3 separate regions of the Anser cygnoides genome follow, and regions 1 and 2 are each linked to region 3. Evidence: chromatin contacts called from public Hi-C data. All regions are on one chromosome and are shown on one strand. The core of a region is the stretch at or near the end of the contact, and the rest is flanking DNA. Distances in the headings are between cores, read along the strand shown. Region 1 has its middle 48 kb from the start of LPP. Region 2 has its middle 72 kb from the start of BCL6. Region 3 overlaps LPP (LIM domain containing preferred translocation partner in lipoma).

Region 1 (4,501 bases), core at 786-3,285, 270 kb before region 3:
GTTTACAAAGCTAATCAATAAGTTTAACCCCCACCATATATTTATTTGTGATACAACTGCTCTCTTTGTGTGCCTCATGTGCTTTCCAGAGCTTGTAATTTGTCCAGTGTAAATAGCTGATTTCATCCTTTTTCCTGGGGAAAAAATAGCCCTGCTATTATAACACTGTGCCTCTTCTGGTGAGGGAGGTGTATGTGTCTTCCTGTCTTTAGGGTGGGTAATTTCACCCTTCACAGGAAGAAGATGAAGGGATGGGAAAGAGCCTTGTTGTTTCCTGAACACCAGAGTTACTGCAGTCTCCTGTGGATTTTTGTCCTTTGGCCTTTTCATCCTACTTCTGTTTCTGCCATAACAACCCCAGCTCTTTTCACATGGCTCTTCCTGTGACTCTACAGCACAGAAGATAACGTAATGCTGTAGAGGGACAGAACCGTGCAAGTGCTTGTTGGACAGGCAGGACATACACCCTGTTTCCAAAGGGTTGTGTAGCATAGGCCTTTCCACAACAGGGACCTCATCTGGGTCTTTATGTCTACTTCCAGGGTTCTTCCAAACGCTGGATACTTCTTGCTGCCAAAATTTCTACTGGTCCTTTAGATATGACCAAATTGGGTCAACAGTTACGAAGTTCAGTGTGAAGGTTGGATGGCTGAAGGGTCATCAGAGTGTCAGTCCAAAAAGTCATCTGTGTGGATGGCTGAATTGCCAAAAATATTTTACTGAAGTCCAGATGTCTGGAAATCAGAAGAACTTGGATAGCTTCCTCTTCTGGTCTCAAATGATTTTGCTCATTCATGCTGCACTGGCAGTTCTAGATCCTCTAGGGTGAGGATGAGAGCACACAAAGCTCTTCTGAAGGATTTCCCCACAAACTGGAAGCACCAGGATTTTGCAAGATCATCTTCTGTAGTGTGGGACTATGACTAAATAGACCTTGGTGGTTCTTGCTTCATTACAGATGACAATGCCCTGTGTGAACTTGGATATGTGAATGCCCCCACCTCTGTTCTCCAAGGAGAAACAGACCCACACTTGACCTCTGAAACCCAATGCTCCAACGCTTCTCCAGAATTTCCCACTCTGATCTGTACAGTCACCACAAATTGGCCCAATTTTGGACTTCCCTCTTGCAGAGAGTGGCCATTAGATCCAACAGGCTTACGTGCTAACAAGGTTTTTCCAGGATTTTGAGATTTTTCTTAGGAACTATTGCTCTGATCGTAAGGCCAAAAATGAGGTAGTGCAGAAAGTGGTGTGTAAGAATGTTAATTATTTCCCGAACAGTAATACTGGTAGTTTCTATTGTATTCCTTCAAAAAAAAGAACTTGTTGACCTTCTTCAAACATTGTAAACAAGGAAGCTGAAGTCTCAAACAACCCTGTTTCTAAAAGCTTCTTGCAAAAATCAATGATCAGGCAATAGTGTGCCCTGTGTACGAGATTGTGGGAGTTATCAGAAGTTAGATACTGCTTGGCCAGTTGGATGAGCGTCCAGCTGGCACCCAGCCTGAAACATGCCATAGCAAAAGCTGCTTCTTGCTCTGCTGGTAGTTACAGGACATGGGAAGGAGCTGATCTTGTTGGAAAGGGGGGAGAGTTTGGAGGATGTCATCAGTCCTGGAAGCATGGGCTGGGAAAGGGGCAGGTCATAGGGCCTGCAGAGGGGATCTTGGAGCACTGTGTGAAGGGAAGTGTGGGGGACACCAGGGTAGATGTGCTGGTGAAGTGAAGTCACACAGGATGTAAATTCTTGAATTGTGGAAAGAGGAATGCTGATGCCTGGAATGGCTTGGGTATTGATGATAAAACGTGAGAGATTAAATACTTGGTTTCTCATTCTAGGACTCCTGATGCTCACTTTCATCAGACTTTTAAAAGATGGTGTCTTTCTTTGGCAGTAGGTACAGTATAATGGTATATCAGGAAAGTAAAACTGACCTGTGTATAACTAGTGCTTCTGCTTAATATATGAGAAGGCTTACAGGCGGTGGAACTTAACTCCCAAAATATAAACCTTTGTCTTCTGACTTTACCTCAGATTATTTTAATTCAAGACTCTAGAAACAATTGCAATTAGCTCCTATTCCTTCCTTTTGCTCCTCTTTATACTCAGTTCCTTGTCCACACCCTCAGCTTCTTGGATCATTGACTCAGATGTTTAAATGGAAAAATACCCAGCTCAAGTTTATTGCAATGAGCAGAAGCAAAGAGGGTCTCTGTAAATATCTTGGTTCTTTGTATGCAGCTGGGTTCCCCTTTGTTTACTTGACTTCCCCAGTTATTTTCAAGCTGCTAAGGTCATTGCTAGTTAATAGTTGGCTAGAAATCAATAGACAGAGATGGTTAAAGATAAGTTTTAATAATGAGCGCAATCAAATTCTAGCAACTTTTATCTCTCTGCTGCTGCCAGTGGTGGCTGGTTTTTGTGCAATGACTACATTCATTTTCCAGCTGCACAAACTTCAGTGTTTTTTATCTTTGTAAAATACAGCTACCATAGCCCACCCTGGTGCCTCATGGTTAATGCTCTCTTGCTAGAGAACTGAGTTCAAGTGTGCTAAATGACTTCCATCAGTTTCAACAGGGTTTCCACCCAATGTTCACTGTTACCCAGGTAAAACAACTTCAAGATATCGCTGGAGTTAGCTGGAGATGGAGCACTGTCATCTCTTGACTCATCTTTGAACAGATGGAGAGCTTCTCCAAGTCCTGGTGAGCATTTCTACGAAGTTCAGCTGTCCAATGCATTCAGCACCTTCAATTGAGCATTATGTTGCAGCTGGATTTTTAACAGTTAAGCTCCATCTTGGAAGGGAGAACAGAGGGCTAGGATTTATGCCTTTAAGGTCCTGGTTTGCTTGGTTCAGAGTGTGCAGAGCAGTGCAAAATCTAACTGCTATTCCTCACCTGCTGGACCTCATTACATGGAAAACCAGATCTCTTGCAAATACCTCTCATGTTGAGTGATCATTAAAACACGTGTGTTGAAAGCATTCTAGAGACAGTGGCTGCTGCTGGGCTTTGGATCAGGTGCTGCATGATGCTGCTTGTGCTGGAGGTTCCTCAGCTCCCTGTAGCTTGCCAGGCAGTCCCGTGCCTGGCACCAGGTTCTCTTCCTGTGGGCTTTGCAGCATGTTTTTGGGTTGTGATGCAATGGCATGCTGTCCTGCTGCAGCAGACTCACCCAGATAGGCATGGCTGGCACTTGTGTGTGCTCAAGCAAGTAAAAACCTTACTCTCTACTGAAAGCCCTCTCAGATGTTTTCACAAATATAATGGGCTATGGGGATGGTCTGGGCTTGGAGTGCATACCAGGAATTTGAGGGACTCTCGCTCAGTTCTCTGTTCTGTCCCAGACTTCATCTTCTGCCTCAGGCAAGTTACGTCAGTGCAGTGACTCAGTTCCCTCGCAGTACAATGGAAATAGCAATGCTGTTCTAACTTGTGGGATTAGTTTGGTGATAAACACCTCTAGGACTTCAAGGTGCTGTGCTTCTGTGATCAGGACAGCCACTTCAGCACCTAATGTATGAAAAAGTGACTTGAGCTCTTGTACCTGCTGAATGCTTTGGGGAACATTTTTAACTGCCCTTTCAAAGCCTGTACTCATGCTCCACACCTGTAGGAACTTCTCTTCTTCCTTCCCTCCCTTGCTGCTGTCTGAGAGTTGACATTCTGGGGGAAAGAGGTGACCCCTTGGCCAATGGCACCGTGTTTCAATCCACTACAGACAAAATTTGATTTGGCTACTTGATCATGCCAATGGGGCACTAGTTTTATGGGATTGTTCACTGCAAATCCTGCTGGAGATGCATATTCTGAAGGATCCTAGCAGTAAGCTCATGAGGTCTGAAGTGGCACAAGGAAACATGGTAAAACATCTCATGGGTTTTGTTGAACATCCAGACAGTATAAGGAGCCAATTTTTGCTAGGAAACGAATGAAAACAGTTCACAGGTAGGGTATTTTGCATGCTTATGTATATGCAACATGCAGTTCCCAAACCCATAGGTGGTAGATGCGTTGCTGTTTTTTTATTAGTAGTGTACACTAACAGGCCATCTCACTGGTTCAAGGTGGTCATGCTTTTATAGGTAACCTGGGATGGAGTTTCTCTTCTGTGGCATTATCTAGCACATCAGCTCATCACCCTGTCCAGGAATGAACTTCTTGCTGGTTCTTCACTTTTAAATAATGTCCAATCTATTTAGAAGATAAATTCTCTGCATTAATGTTCTTGATAATACGTTAGAGCAAACATCTTGTCCCAGTTCTATCGGTCCCTCTCCTCTGTGGATTTTGGCCATAGAGCAGCGAAATCAAAGTACAGCAGCTGAGGATCTGTTCCTATTTCCAGTGGGCAAATCACAAGATATCTCTCAATCAACCTGTTAAATATAATTGAATTCCTCCTGATCCATCTTCTGGGGTTAGAGGCTGTTTGCTTGTCTGTTAGGATCAGCAGGTGGGAGCGTGGCTTCCTGGAGCTTGTGATAACAAA
Region 2 (4,398 bases), core at 420-2,919, 300 kb before region 3:
GCCTCCACTGAAACAGGCTTTCTAGGAAAATGGAATAAATACAGGCAAGGAAGTCAAACTGAAGCCGTGCATCAGGGCATGTGTACGCTGCCATGTGGCTTGCATCCCCCGCAGGCTTCGGCCTGCTGGAAGGAGAAGGCCCCGGGGCAGCCCTGCTGGGAGGTGTTGTGACACAGGACATGGACAACATGAGTCCTGCCTGGCTGTCAGAGGCAACACAAGATCCAGTGGCCGCTATCTGAAGCCAGACCAGTGCAGATTAGGCCTAAGGTGCCTTGCTGTCAGGAGGCCAATTAACCACAGCCCTGGAGGCCATGGTGGATTCTCCACTGCTGGCAAAGGCCCTGCTTGCATTTGGGCGTATTTCTGAAGGCTCTGCTCTTGTTCAGGTGCAAATATCCATCTTGCAGAAGCACTGGTAGGGGGTAGGCCTGAGGGCAGCGCTCCACAGGCGGCCAGCAGCACTGGAGCATTTGTACTGGTGTCAGCTCTGGCATCAGCCAGGATTTGGGCTGGCACCAACACCAAGAAGCCTTGGCAATAAGGCCTAAGGTACCAGAACTCTTCTGGCCTCCATGGTGGATGTCCAGCAGCCTTAAAACCGATGACAGGACACAAGGAGCACGAGGATACAAGGTAGGCCGGCCCCTGCTGCCATGCGCTGGGTGCCCAAGTTTGAGCACTGTAAGAATGTGGTGACTTTGTTTAGGGAAAATGGTGTTGTCTTGCAAAGGCTTTTCTCCTGGCTTCTGTCCCTTAAGCTAGTTTCTGACTGGTAGATAGCTATGGCGTGAATCACCTTCTTTGTGCCTCAGTTTCCCTGACTACAAACTAGCTGAGAGACTGTGCTCGTTGTCATTTATTCAGTCATAGTGCTCCTGAGGGAGGAGGGGAGGAGCTCTCTGAAGCAAACCTGGAGCCTTAATGCCCACAACCTTCCAGGGGCGAAGCCTCACGGCTCTTGATATCACACTTCTTACCAGCACAGTCATCTTGAGAGAGTTGTTGCGAGACCCAGAGAGGCTGCAAGCCCACGGACAGCCAGCGGCTGTGACCGCAGCTCATTGCTTTGTGCTGTGCACCTCCCTCCAGCTCTGCTTGTCCCTGGTGCATCCCGACCCCCAGCACCGGCTGGAGCAATCGCCATGGGGCTGTGGGGTTGTGGGGTTGTGGGGCTGTGGGGCAGGCTCTGGGAGTACTGGCCATGCATACTCCAGAGGCTCTGCATAGCCAGCCTGAAAGGAAAGGGGGAGAAGGGGAAAGAGATTTTTGATTACTTAAGCTTCAGGCTTTTGGCAACCCACAACATCTCTGGGGAGCGGGTAATCCTTTCCTAGACCCAGCAGTATCTCGGCATGTAGAGGGGAGCCCTGTCATAACCCTCACCAGGGCATGGCGTTCTTCCCATAACAAAACTTGGACACACTCAGGCTATTAAGCAGAGGAAACGTTCGTTGCTTTTATTAATAACCTTAAGAGCCCCGTGCCTTCTGTTGTTTAGCAGTAAACTCGCAGCCCCACACAGAGAAGATTTGCTGATGATCCCTCCGCTTCCCAGTAGACTCTTTTGAAACGTACAGCACCATTTCCTGCTGAAGTTCGGTAATTCCTGAATTACTGTGGAGGCCCCAGCCCCAGGCTCTCCCTGTCTGTGGGTCTGGAGCACTCTCCTCTGCTGTAAAGGACAAAGAGGGGATCAGGCTTTTCTGCCTAATCTCCTGCACAGCAAACAAGAACCACAAATATTGTTAAATAATCTCATGAAAAAAAATCTGGTTACTACTCCAGCCCTTACAAAGCATTTCCCTGTGCCCACCGCTGCCCTTTAAACTCCAAACAGCTAAAGTGGGACCTGCTTTCCTGGCTGAAGACAGAATTGATTTCCTCTTTGTTTGTTATTGTGTCTGGTAGCCTTCTATCCGTAAAACTTGTGTACCCATAGACAAACACACGCAAACACATTCAGAGACCTCCTGTCCATGCCAAATCCCATCCCTCCTTCCAGAGAGAGCTGTGGGCAACAGTGGTTGCGTTACCCTGAGGCTGGGACAGCTGGCTTCAAGCCTGGACTCTATCCCAGATCTGCAGGAGTCACTTTTTCAATGCTCCATGCCTCAGTTTCTCTGATGGGAGCAAAGGAACAGCGATTCTGATCTCCTTCACAAAATGCTCCCAGATCTATAGACAAGAAGAGCTGAGCTGTGGCGGTGGTATCAGAGCCTCCCTATTCCATCATTATTTTGCATTACTTTGATGCCCTTGAAATCAAAATATCGCTCTGTGATTTCATTAGTTTTCAGGGAGGATATCAGCAATCTTTCTCAAGTGCGTGCATGCGTCAGGTGAGGGGCTGAGGGTGGTGGAGGTTACCTGAGATGAGTATTAATGACTAACAGCTTCAAGCTCAGACACCAGAAGTGAGAACATCTAAATCTAGATCGAGGCACTTAATTAGACTTTTATTAAACTTCCTTCAGCACATGGGCAAAATTCTCCCTAGCTTTGTGAATCTTATAATACTAAAAAATATGTTGCCCTTTCACACCTAGGAGCATGTTACTCCAACTTTGCTGCAGGTTGAGTTGGTATTCAAGGAGCAGTACTGCACAGTTTCCAGCTCCCTCTGGGCTCATTTAATTGCTCACACCACTAAGATTTAGGCACACTACCAGTGGTGTTTTGGTGGATCAAAGTCCTGATGCAATCAATGTCTTTGCAGGGCCAGGCTGTCAGCTGGCCATTTTTGGCTACTCGTTTCAAGGCGAGCAGCCTGCTTTGCACTGGGATCTTTGCACAGCTCCGACCCAGAATGTGTGAACGCAGAGGATGGAGATCCCTGCTGCAAGCTGCTGGGGAGCCCAGCCCAGTCAGGACTCACATTCCCCCGCATTTTGTCCCTGTGCCTTTGGTAATCAATATATAAACCCTCATTTAGCATGGCTCAGGCAGGTGGTCCTCTTGTCTTCTTGTTGCCATGGCCCTGCCTGAGATAACACACAGAAATAATAACATTAAAACCCTCTAGCATCACTAAGCAGCTGTAATAATTAATCCTTAGCACTCAGCCCTACATTTTACACTTTCAAGACACACGGTGACATTCCCTGACTGTGCTCGCATGCCCTGCTGCTCCTAAGAGAAACTCTCTATTGCATGCTCTGTTATAGAGGGAATGAAGGATAACACGTCCATGGGCATCCATGCATTTCGGTGCACCAGATGGGAATATGGTATTATGGTCTGAACAGTTTGCTGTCCTTGAGTGGCAGTCACAGTGTTCCCTGATTCACAGGACGCTGGAAAGCCGCCAGGTCAGCAGCGAGCGTGCAGCTGGGTCTTGCAAATTTGGGTGGATTAGACCCAAGGGCTCCTCCGGAGAGCTAACCGCGCTTGCTGGGATTGCTCTGCCTTTCTTGTCTGTTGCGCCAAGAGGGGAAGATACATTATTCTGGACCCGTGGTGGGACAGTGCCCCAGCCGTGATAGCCAGGCTGGGCTTGGCACTTCTAGAGACCAAACCTCCTCGGAGGCAGGCTGGTTGTGTGCTGTGAGTGGCAGCATGGGGCAGCAGCAGAGCTGGGGTGGCCCCGTAGGACCTGGTCCTGGAGCTGTGCTCACAGCAGCCAGAAGCACACACTCTTTTCCTAGACCATGGCACAAGTCTTTAAATATGTGCTCAGCTTTGAGCTCGGGAGCAACCTACTGCAAAACGGTGCTGGCTTCAGGAGCCTTATCTCTGCTTAAAGGTCAGAGCATGCTTAAATGCCTCAATGGTTTGAGACCTTAGCATTCTCAAGGAGGTAAATTAAGAGCAGCCATCCTTTCCAGCAAAGCAAACCCTGGAGAAACGGATTCTTCTTTCACTTCTGCCTAGTCTCTTTGCTGAGTTAAACTGGACATGCTCTGAATCTGTGCTGTGGCAAGTGGAACAGGACTCCGGTGCTTCTCTGTGCACCACAGGAACAGCTGGGGAAAAGGGACTGGGCCAAACTGGAATACCTCTGCACCGCCAGTAGCGATCCAATGCCATCCTCTGTGAAAGATGCCGGCATCTCGTGGGCTCTGACACCCTGGGGATGGCACAAAATGTACTTCATCTCCCAAGGCTTGGGGACCTGAAGGTCATGAGGTCGGGGTACGGGCAGCTTGAGGTGACCGGGTGCCGACCAGCACTCACCACCCAAGACACCCCGTCCTGCCTCCCCCCCAGCAGGGAGCTATTTTGAGGTCCTGTTTTGATCTCCTTTGCATGTCAGTTACACTATTTCTGAGCACATTTATTTTTATTGTTTTCCGGTGGTGAGCTCGTCGCCCGGTGCTCTCGCCTTGATCTTTTCCACTTCCTCTCACTTTCATGCCTCTCTTTCCCCACCGGGCGGGTGGGACGGGTGCTGGTGTC
Region 3 (4,970 bases), core at 2,207-4,706:
CAAGGTCCAGAGCGTTGTGATGACAGTGAGCAAGGCAGTCTCGCTCAGCTTGTCCTGATGAGAGCTTATTGCTGATGGTTTCATATCTGCTCGTATCTGCCTCAGCTGTTCTGCAGATGCCTTTCTTCCCCGGCACTGATTTTCACTTGAATTGCAGGAAAGCACGATTCCTTGGCAGAGGTGCACAGCTTTCCTCGGACCTGTGTGATTGCCACTCAATAGATTTAGCCTGGCAGAAGCCCAGGAGGTTTGAGTGCTGGGAAGACCGTGAGGATTCGTAAGTCGGGGGACTACAGGAACGACTGTAAAAACCTGCCTGTCAAAAAGAAGCGGCCTGGCACTTGTGTGGCTTACATTCAGCCTGGGTTCTGCTGTGGGTTGTTAAACACCCACATGCACGTGTATGTAGGCATATAGCAGCTGCGTTATTGCACTTCTAGAGCTCTACCCATGTTCTCAGAGTTAGGTTCACTGCCATCACCCATGTTTTCTTCTCCTTTTGTGCATCCTATCCGATGAGTTCAAATCGCTGTAAAGCCAAGGACTGCAGCTTACTGCGTTAAGCCGAGCATGGGCAATGAGAAGTGTTCAACCAAAACATGGGTTAGTCTAAGTGGCTTAACATCAGTCTTTGGCACACTGACCAAAGAATTTGTCAGCATGGTTTTGACAGCTTGAACCTTGTATTCCTTTCCTATCCCCTTGGAGTTACCAAGGGTGAACTGTCCCACACAGATCTCCATCTAAGCCCTCTTGCATCAATACTGATGGCTCATTCATGGTGGGATCTTGAAGTCTGCACACAGGGGACTTCTGTCTGCAAGCAGTGAAGGACTGAGTAAGAATGCCTCTGAAGAGCTGGCAGTTTTCACGCAGACGGGGAAATCAAACCTTGCTTGGGTTAATTAACATGCCCAGGTCCAAAGAGTGAGTTGGTGTTGAAGTGGGGAAGTGAACCCAGGGGTTTTGACACGCAGTGGTCTGTGCTTCCTCTTAAAAGGAGAAGTTGCGAAGGCACCTGTCAGGTCTGAGGGCTGTTGTGTGAGGCCATCCAAACTGACATATCCAAGTTTCAGTGAGTCTTTGGGTTTTCCTTTGTGTTCCTGACATGCTAGATGGTTAGAGAAGCTCTGAGGGCAAAGGGCACATCCATGCGTCGTCCTGGGAGCTGCTGGGCACCAGGGCTGGCTCTGGGCGAGGAGCTGGATTTTCAGTGTCATTCAAGTGATCCTACTGAATGACATTTGCCTCGCTGGCTGGGATGCGCAGTCACGGGGCAGTAAGCAAAGCAAACACGTATGGTTGTGCGTGTGTTTGCACATCAGAGCCAAGCGGCCTTGTCTGCGTGTTTCAGATCACAAGGGAAAGGGCACTGCTGGAGGTCACCGGCCTTCCTTAGCAAAAGGTGATTGATTGTATTGTTTATTAGGGTGCAGCAATTTCTACACAGCATCTAAGTTTTTATCCCTACCTTGTCTTAGTCCAAAGACTACAGCAGCCTAGCAAGTGAGCAAGCCCACAATGGCTGCTGTGGATGGCGCTGGAAGAGCAAACCTCCAGAAAGGCTTTGAGTGTAGCTCAAGGCATAGTCAGCCCTGCTGGTTTGCTCTCTTTGTTTTCCATTTCTTGCCACCACCACACACATGTACATGTTGTTCATGAATGTACATGTTCTCTCCTCCTCACTCTGCATCTCCCTCCGTTGCATCTCTTAACATACAATAAATAATTTGTGCAGCTAGGTGGCTTCTGTTGAAAGCATTCTGCTCCTTGCAGGGTCGACCTCCAGTATCTCCCTTCCTTGCTGTTCACGTTTTAACAACACAGCGAGGCAACAGGTCAAGGCCAGGGCCAGGTCTCCATCATGTTTCATGCTCTGGTGACCCAGCAGAGTATGGCCTGGTTATTTCTTGCAGCAGTGAGTCCCAGCTCGTTCCTTTCCTGTCTCCTCAGCACACTGATCTGTAATACCAGCAGCACTTGCTTTATATATATATATATATATATATATATATATATATATATTTGTTGTTTTTTTCCCCAAGACTGTTAGACTCAGCAGTGCCTGCAGTCCCGTGTGTTGTGGAAGGCCATTGCATATATCCACAGATGTTTGGCTCACTTTTTCCGGGTTGTTTGCAAATCCACTGGTGTCATGTGCACAAATCAGCCTCTCTAGAGACCTGCTCATTTTCCCATCGGTGTGGGAGCTGTTTAGGTTCCAGTCTTTCCTTTCTGAGACTTTCTCATCGTCATTCAGTGGCTAGGGAGCTGCTGGCTTTGTTGAGCCCTTCTGCTCACTTGTGCCGGGCCACTGGCACTCGTGCAGCGGGGACGGTTGGTGTGTGTGTGTCTGCCCTATTGTTTGCTCCTGTCACACCACTCGTCCCCTAATGCCACTGCTCCAGATGGGTGCCAGCAGGAGGAGGACAAGATGTACCACACCGTGTGAGACCGCACGCAGAGGTCTCAGTCGTGCGAGGGAGGAGTTCATCGTGCCCTTTCAGCGACTGTTTAATGTTCACAGGAATGTCGGAAGTGCTCTCCTTGTTCTTCGTGAGCTGGGCACTGGCAGCAAACAGTTCAAATACCTGCGTGTAACTCTGCACATGAGGCCCTGCGTGGTATGAGCACGTGGCTGTTTTCGGATAGGTCTTCCCTCTGTGCGCATCGTGTCCTCAGTGCCGAATCGGTTTTGAGCCAAGAAGCACTTACTGATCCCACCAAAAGCTCCCTGACCGACTGAGACAAATCCACCTTTGAAAATTGAACTAATGCAATGTGATGACTCAGAAACATCAAGGGATTTTTTTTTGTTTGTTTGTTCTGAACCACAAATGATCCTGTCTGAGGTTTACCTAAGGTCAAGCTACGAACTACAGAGCCAAATTTCGACTGTGCTCATGTTTGGGGCTCAGCTCATTATAAGGAGGGCTAGTCCTAAACTGGGATACATAATCAGATCTGAATTTCGCTTCAGAGCCAAGAGCTGCTCTGCAGCTTCTACAGTTCTCTATTTTCTGTAAAGTACGTATTAATATTCAGTGTAACACTGCCACATTGCTGGTAAACAAGCAAATCCCCAAAGTAAACACCAATAAAACAGGAAATCTTTGGGCAGGATTTAGTTTATCGAAGTTTCCATGATTTTTTTTCAATTATTATCTTTATTCTGATGTTGTCATCATCATCTTCCCGTGGCTGGTGATTGACTCTGCACAGATTTCTTCTCATATGAGCTATATGCCAGGTTTTATCAGTACTGTGTGTCAGGGGAAAACATGCACCTGATTTGGAGGGAAGTCCTGTTCGTGCATGAAAATAAAATAAGGCTTGTGTAGTAGATACAAATTGGATTTGTTTTCATCCTCTGCCTTAGTTTGAGTATAGTATTCATGTGGGGATAGGTGGTGCACATTTCTAGTGCAAAACCAGTTTGTTTATCTTCCTAAAGTCAGTGAAAGGAGCCGCAAAGTAGCTGACAGTCCCAGGGAACAGTGAAGGAGGATTTTTTGGGCCATGTTACATCTCAGGCTGGGGAATGCAACTTTTGCTTTTTGTATCTTCACATGTGATCTTGCCAAAATTTCTAGCGTGCTCATAGCTCTCTGTCTTCGTTGCTGCTTTGCTTTTTTTTTTGACTTGTGATCATCTCAGCTTCATTAATAACAACTAACCCCTTTCATCACTCTGTCTGTCTGTTTATTTAGAGCTTGACCTTTTGAGTGTTTGTACTAACAGTTTCTCTTTGTGAAATGTTCAACTGCTGAAAACAAGTTCCAAGAAAGGGAATGTTATTTTTCTCTTGCATACTTGCAACATTCAGAAGATGTGCCCGCGCACCTGCTTTTCAAAAGGAGCGCACCCAGCTGCTCTTGCCTGTTTTGGGGTGCCCAGAGCTTAGGAGATGGTGCCCTGCAATGAATGTTAACAATTGTAATTTGATCTGGAAGGTAGCGTTAGGGTGTATTGGCAGCAATGATCACAAGGGGGTCAAGTACTTTGTTTTGCATCTCCTTTGAAAAATGCTCTCTCAGGGATGCATGACTAGACATGGTTTATCCAGAGCTGGCTACATGCATGAACAGCATTATCTACCATTTGTGGGGCTGGCTATGAGAGAGATCCTGCAGAGCCTTCAGCATTTAGAAGAACAAGAACAATATCGTCTCTCTATTACCTTATAGCACCTAAACTGCTATAAGGTGCTGAGATCTTGCAGTTCAAAAGAGCCTATACATTTCTAGTTTTCTGTCATCCTTGGCTACAGTCAGAAATAAAATGTAGATATATAAACAGGACAGCGAGGTCTTGGTGCAGCAGTCATTCTAGAGGTGAACATCCTGCCCTTTGAACCATTGATACAAGTTCCTATCCGAAGGCAGAAGGCTTCAGCAGGAAAAAGCAGAAACTCTGGCCAAAGTAGAAGACCTGCCTGGCTGAAAAAGCACAGAAGCCCTATTCTGCCCAGAGCCAACCAAGGCTGGAAAATGAAGGACACAAAGAAAGCAGGATATTAAGGATTTGTGTCTACCACAATCAGAAGAAGGTTTGAAATGGGTGTTACACAGGGCCATGCTTTAGGTACCCCAGTGTTAGGAACTAGGGTAGAGTGACTCTGAAGGGTTTTGACAGAGCTCTAGCATGCGACTCCTCTGCTAAGTGTGTGAGAAACAAGAAACCACAGGGAAATGACTGCAAACCCCTTTGTCAAAAGCTCTGAGAAACTTTCCAGTCTATGTCTTTTCCAAACCGGTTACATCAACCATTGCTATTCCTAAAACTTTAACACTACAAAACACAGCACATGTGCAAGCTGCCGAGTTGCTGTTTAATGAAACACTATTGCCTGCAAGCCCGTTTTTACAGGCACAGGGCTTGCACTTTGCTTTGGGTGCTAGAGCCCAGCCCTGAGCTTGAGAGACTGAAACACCTTCAAGTGAGGGGCAATCCTTCTGCTACTTCTGCAC

What was found. A called contact is a pair of places that touch in the nucleus more often than the background predicts.
Region 1: a Hi-C map of liver shows a contact between it and region 3, with 7 times the contacts expected there. The contact joins two enhancer-like sites. A contact is called at or near these places in 2 of 7 Hi-C or Micro-C datasets (both in liver).
Region 2: a contact with region 3 is called in a Hi-C map of liver, with 11 times the contacts expected there. The contact joins two enhancer-like sites. A contact is called at or near these places in 2 of 7 Hi-C or Micro-C datasets (both in liver).

What each region holds. Positions count from the first base shown.
Region 1 is chr9:16,238,770-16,243,270 of Taihu_goose_T2T_genome, reverse strand. No RefSeq gene overlaps it. Among named protein-coding and RNA genes, the nearest start is that of LPP, 48 kb to the right of the region's middle. Within about 2 kb of position 2,035, at least 1 of the 3 cell types and tissues checked has open chromatin away from gene starts, as enhancers often do. A contact at or near this core is called in liver, where this site is marked.
Region 2 is chr9:16,266,547-16,270,944 of Taihu_goose_T2T_genome, reverse strand. It overlaps the pseudogene LOC136791464. Among named protein-coding and RNA genes, the nearest start is that of BCL6, 72 kb to the left of the region's middle. Within about 2 kb of position 1,669, at least 1 of the 3 cell types and tissues checked has open chromatin away from gene starts, as enhancers often do. A contact at or near this core is called in liver, where this site is marked.
Region 3 is chr9:15,969,652-15,974,621 of Taihu_goose_T2T_genome, reverse strand. All of the region lies in intron 8 of LPP (LIM domain containing preferred translocation partner in lipoma), which reads left to right. Among named protein-coding and RNA genes, the nearest start is that of LPP, 220 kb to the left of the region's middle. Within about 2 kb of position 3,456, at least 1 of the 3 cell types and tissues checked has open chromatin away from gene starts, as enhancers often do. A contact at or near this core is called in liver, where this site is marked.